Linked DNA regions of Mus musculus: region 1 is linked to region 2. The links are chromatin contacts, called in public Hi-C maps. All regions are on one chromosome and are shown on one strand. Each heading gives the region's core, a stretch centred on a gene start, on an enhancer-like site or on the middle of the called end of the contact. The rest is flanking DNA. Distances are from core to core; before and after follow the strand shown. Region 1 holds the start of Slit1 (slit guidance ligand 1). Region 2 overlaps Slit1 (slit guidance ligand 1).

Region 1 (2,935 bases), core at 400-2,899, 46 kb after region 2:
TATCAAAAAAAAAAAAAAATCCCCTGGTACAGTCACCTCTGAAAGTGTACAAAGGCCCTGTGTGTGACTAAAAATCCACTCGCACGACCCGCAGACCCCCCGGACTCACACTGCCGTGGTATCCTTAGGTGCCGGAATTTCACACCGACCACATTTGGCAGGAAAAGAGAAAATGTATCACACACGCTCCACCGTGCTCATGAGGCAGGTCTGGAAAGGGTGGAGTTACCTCAAAATCCAGAAGTACAAGAGAACAAGAGGGAAGGAAGGGTGGTTTTTATGACTTGTCACTGTCAATGTCTCCAACCTTATGTCCCAGTCCGAGCTCCTGGCCTCTAGTATCATCCCTGAGCTCGCAGTCCAGGACTCCTCTCACCCTGTAAGGGTTCCGATGTCATATTCCCCAAAACCCAAACCAAAGGCCCTCGGGTCCCATTGTCTGTCTGCCTGGGCTCAGGATGAAGACTGAAGGAGAGGGTAGGTTGCTTACACCTTCAAGGGAAGACTTATCCAGGCTCTGGGACCAAACAATGGGTAGAATAGGTGCTCAGAAACTTCTGGTCCGTGGCAGCGAGCCCTCAGAGCCCAAATCCACCTGCCCACTCAGAACCCAGCAAACCCCATGTGTCCAAAAGGAGACACCGTGCCTGGAGTCTGTGGGAAGCTGTTCTCCTAGGTGCCAGGAAGGCTCCAGGTACCCTAGAGGAATAAAGTGCTGTACAGTGGGAAGGACCTGTCACAGCGGAGAGCAGAGATCGCAAGGGGCAGGTGTGAGGAAGGGCTGAGGATGCTTCCAGGGCCCTTTGAATCTGGCACCTGCAAATGCGCTCCTGGTTTCTGGTTTCCTAAAAACCTACCAAGGCACTGACTCCTCTACTGGCGACGGAGCCCAACGGTCTAGCGCCCCCCACCCGATTCCGGTCCCTCTGATCCGTCAGGGTGGGAGAGCAACCAGGGGTCGAGGGGGTGGAGGGACTCCCAGTGGACGGGCGGATCCGTACTCACAGGCGCTCGGTGTTCCGTGGGATGTTCTTGGGGATGGCCTGCAAACCCGTGCCGTGGCAGTCCACCGTAGTGCCGGTGCAGGTGCAGAGGGCGGGGCACGCCGTGGCCCCCAGGCGCCACGCGGCTGCCCACAGCAGCAGCCACAGCTCCGGTCGGCTCAACCCCGAAGAGGACCCGCGCTGGGGCGTTAGCGCCATGGTGCCTTCGCCGTGTCCCGTTCGCGTGCCAGACGGCCGCAGCCGCTGACCATCCCCGTCCGGGGCTAGCTCCAGGTGCTATCCCCACCGAAGGACCGAAGAGCCGGTGGAATCGTGCGATGCGCCCTTGCGGATCGAGTGGTACCTAGATGCTCCCAGCGACAGCGTCTGTGCGTAGACCCAGGAAAGGCGTCTTAAGCGGAGGGCGCTCAGCTCCTCTCCCAGTGCTCGCTGCCGGCGTCTCCCTCTCCCTCCAGCTCCCAACTGACTGCTGTGAGGAGGAAAATGGGCAGGCCCCGCGCGCGCGCACACACACACACCTCGCGCGCGCGCGCACACACACACACACACATACACACTCACACCCGCACGCTCGCTCACACCCGGCAGTCATCCATCAATCGAAAAGCACACTTCCAGGGCCAGACTCCTTCCCGCCCTCCCCCCCAAGCACGGACCACCGCCCGCCTCCTCCCCACCACTTCTCTGCTGCTACAGAGGTCCAGCCGCTGGCATACAGTTTCAAAGGTGCAACCTCCCAGGCGCCAAGGGCTGCGGGGGCCCGGGGAAGGGGGCTTACAGACTGGACCTGCTCTGTAAGCTACACACACACACACACACACACACACACACACTGCAATGATGTGTACATTTAGACCAGTCACTTCAGTACCCTCAGCTACTAGGGCAGAGGAGCAAAAAGATTTTTTTTCCCTACACCTTCCCTTCCCTGGGACCACAGACTTCCCCAATGGCTGAAGAGGTCACCGGGCCCCACCAACTTCCTTTGTCAACTGTTGGTGAGGCTTCTTGTACCAGATGGCCTCTCCAAGCTGTCTTTCCTTGCCCAGCCTGGGACCTTGAGGGAAGAGACTTGAGAGAATATAAAAGCCTCAGGCCAGGTTAGTCTTCTCCCTCAACACATACTCTCCCTAAAGGCAGAACCCAACCTCTTCCGGGAACAGAAGCCAGCCAGCTGGGATGACAGGAGTCCTGACAGGACTTTGTAAGTCCGGAGGGGAGGTGTTTTCTACACAAGCCTCTCTACTGGTATACCAATAGGAAGCCACCTTGGAAATCCAGCAACTAGCCTCTCCACATCTGGCAGGTGGAAACAGAAGAAAAGGAATATTTGGTCCTCTCAAAAGGCCAGAGTGGAGAGAACACAGAACCTGTTTAGAAGAAAAAAACACCACCCAGTCAACTGGTACCTGAATAGGACCTCGGGCCTCACAGCCCCATGGGCAAGGAATTTTCTTATTCTGACAGAGTTGGGGATGTGGGTGTGAATAGGAAATCCAGTGAGGGACAGAATTCCCTCCAACCCCAGAAAAGAAAGCACCTCCCCCAAAACGGACAGCTGTGGCTCTCTGGGTCTCTAAAGAGCTGAGCTCCGGATGTGAGGGAGATCTGGCTGAGACATCTGTCATCCCATTGATCAACAGGGTTGATCTGGTGATCTGAGTGTCACTGTGGGTGTCCCCTTCCTCCTATTCCACACCATGTGCATCCCTTCCAAAGCTTTGCACTCAAAGAGAAGGACTTCCCCCCCCCCCCCCCCCCCCCCGATAAAGATGGCTCTGTCGAGCATTCCTCTGTTGGAAACTCCACGCAAGCTTTGGAGTTCGTGTTGAGCTGAGCTCCGGGAGTCAGGGCCCTATGTGCAGATAACAACTGGGCATCAGAAGTAGCTCAGATGGTCAAGAGTCAAAAGCCCCCCTAGTGGAGCTACT
Region 2 (2,700 bases), core at 13-2,512:
CCTGAGAGGATGTAACCGAGACCTTGCAGAAGGTCTGCCATGCTACCATGGACCAGCAGTTCCAGACATGCCAGTCCACGCTTCTGCCAACCATGATGGGTAGTCAATGCTGTATGCACCAGCTTACCTAAGTACTGTTATCACCCTGCCAGGAACCAGGTGCAATTGAGAGAGTCTGCCCTCTGGGAGATGTGACTTTTCCCAAGTCCTCAAATTCTCCAAGGGGTAGGGGGACAGAGGGAGAGCAGCCTTTCCAAGCGCGGAGTTTCTCGGGAGTCTCTCCTGTTCCATCTAAAACATGCTAGCCAATTTGTCACCACGTACTGTAACTTCCTGTTCCTCTCCAATGCGCAGTGTGTGAAGCAGGAACCACTGGCATCTTTAGATTCTGGGTGAGCACACTGAGGCAAAAAAGAGGGTAGGAAACGTGCTCGAGGTTGTACCATCTTGCAAATGGCAGAGCTGGGACCAGGACCCAGCACGGTCTCTTGCACATGCCTTTAATTGCCACATAAGACCGTATGGGAAGCTGTTTCTAATCATGTTTCTGTCCACCTTCCTCCAACTCTCAGGTTCCGGTGAAGCTCAAGGACTTGGCTTCAGTTAGCTCCGTGGCCGCAGGCTGCTTCCTCAGGCCTTAGACTGTCAAACTTGTTTCCCTCCAAGTTCGGGCTCCTGGCGCTATCAACTTAGGTGTCACTTTGCCAGCCTCAGCACCATGAACCCTGAAAGTGCAGGTGAGTCCAGTTTCCAGGCAAAACTGGTGAGGCTCTCTAGCAGCTTGGTTCCTGATCCCCCCCAACACCCCCCCCCCGCGCTGCTCAATATGATAAAAGCATTTTAATGTTGGAGACACTGCTTCTCCAGACACCACCACAGCTTCCACCCCTGTGAGTCCTCAGGGTCCTGTGAGCTTCAGGCCAGAGCTACACCATGACAGGCACCCCCTGTCATCATCTCACAGCTGAGCCAAGCTCCACTCTGACTCCATGCACATTAGTAACTCAATGGGCAGCCATTCATACCCACGATTTTCTGCTCCTCATTCGTCCCTGAAGCCTAAACTATGACTCACCAGACTCTAAAACATCCATGTCAATGTCCCTCATTGCATTTCCAAGCCCACATCCTCCCAGCCCCCAGCCCCCACCCCCCACCCCTGTTCATCATGGTACCTCCCACCACCTCCTGGATGCCCCTCGCCTCTAAGCCTGCCAGCGCCATCTGCCTGAGCACACTGGGAGTCCTGTGTCTCTGAGATGCTGAGCTCTGTTAAGCTGCCCAAGCCTCCAGCACCAGCTGGACCAGCACGCTCAGTTCCTCACCCACCCCCTTCCCGGCCTAAATTAAGATCTCCAGAGAACAGCCAGCTGCCTCGCAGAAGGAAGCAGATGAAAAGAGTGTCTTTGCTGGGCACAAAATGAGTCACCCTGTCTGCCTCCAGGACAGGTCCCTCAAGAGCTCAGAGGAGGAGCAAAGATAACCCACACAGCTCTGGGGTCAGAAAGTAAGTCCCATCGAGCCTGGAAATGGGTTGGACATGCACCATCACCTCCAAGAGCCACAGGGCAGAAGCCACCCCATGCCCAGCACAGATCAACAGGTACACAGTGTATACACAACCAGTGTAGGGACAGTGCTCAACCCATAGAAAGGAAGAGAGCTCTGACACATGTTACATACAGTGAGTGGCCCTGGAGAGGGTTGTGTGAAGGGGAGGAGGGAGGGGGAGGAGGGAGGGGAGGAAGGAAGGGATAGGAGGGATGAGGAGGAGGGAGGGGAAGAAGGAATGGATAGGAGAGAGGGGGAGGAGGGAGGGGAGAAGGGAGAGGGAGAAAGGGAGGAGGAGGGAGGGGAGGAGAGAGGGGGAATAGGGAGGGTGGGGGAGGGGAGGGACACTACTTGATTCCATTCATCTGTGGTCCCCAAAGTAGTCAGTTTACAGACAGCTGTTGCCAGGGGTGGAGGAAGGGAGGGTGGGGAGTTACTGCTTGATGGGTTGTGAAGTTCCAGTTTTATGAAGTGAAAATATTGTAGAGCTCTGTGGTGTAACAGTGTGAAGACACTCACCACTGCAGCTCTGTGCATTTTAAATGGCTCAGTCGGTAAAGTTTATTATACGTTATCACGATATAAAAATTCTAAAACGTAGTAAGAGAGGAGAGGGGGCTATTTTGCAAACCGTGGCATGGGTCTAGAAGCTCAGAGTCTTACTTGGTAGGCACTGTGCTGGAGGCTGAGAAGGAAGGCCCTATGCACTTCCTGGTCCAGCTAAAATGTGACCCCCAGCACCAGCCCAGGTTCTCTGAACCCCTCCCTTGAGGCTCAGCCCCCTGATGGCTCTGATCTGCCATCATCCTTGTTATAGTCAAATTAAAGGATTTTTTTTTTAAACTCTGACTGTGCCCTTAGGCTGCCTAACTGTGGAGCACCCTAGGGAGTGATTGAATTCTTCCTGGAGTCTCATTACCATGTGTCTAGAACACCTTCAACCCTAGCCTCCATTAGCCATCCTGAATTTTGGTCAGATCCAGGCTTCTGGTGCCCAGATATTGGGATGGCCTCACTTCCTGTTTCCTAAGAGGTGTGTTTGCTCTACTCCAGGGGCAGGGCCATTAGCCAGCCCCATCCCGTGCCCCTCAGCCCACCAGCCCCCGCCTACCTCCTCCCTCATCCCCTAGGTCCACACAGTCATTGGGA

The links. Hi-C and Micro-C count contacts between places; a contact is called where the count stands out from the background.
Region 1: a contact with region 2 is called in a Hi-C map of cerebral cortex, with 1.9 times the contacts expected there. The contact joins the promoter of Slit1 here to the enhancer-like site in region 2. A contact is called at or near these places in 16 of 39 promoter capture datasets (the 3T3-L1 cell line, 3T3-L1-derived adipocytes, cranial neural crest and 9 more), 18 of 484 Hi-C or Micro-C datasets (the HPC-7 cell line, the N1E-115 cell line, adipose-derived mesenchymal stem cells and 12 more), 11 of 115 datasets of contacts at active chromatin or transcription factors (embryonic fibroblasts, embryonic forebrain, embryonic hindbrain and 7 more) and 3 of 9 other capture datasets (adipose tissue, liver and macrophages).

Annotation. Positions count from the first base shown.
Region 1 is chr19:41,742,207-41,745,141 of GRCm38.p6, forward strand. Slit1 (slit guidance ligand 1) reads right to left here and starts at 1,650. Exons shown (of 37, transcript NM_015748.3): 1 at 1,006-1,650. The coding sequence starts at 1,202.
Region 2 is chr19:41,696,314-41,699,013 of GRCm38.p6, forward strand. The region is part of intron 4 of Slit1 (slit guidance ligand 1); the gene reads right to left. It overlaps Gm34116 (a long non-coding RNA gene), which reads left to right. Exons shown (of 5, transcript XR_003952937.1): 3 at 573-737; 4 at 1,450-1,603. Among named protein-coding and RNA genes, the nearest start is that of Gm34116, 6.6 kb to the left of the region's middle. Within about 2 kb of position 1,263, at least 48 of the 459 cell types and tissues checked have an H3K27ac peak or open chromatin away from gene starts, as enhancers often do. A contact at or near this core is called in the N1E-115 cell line, adipose-derived mesenchymal stem cells, cerebral cortex and 4 more, where this site is marked.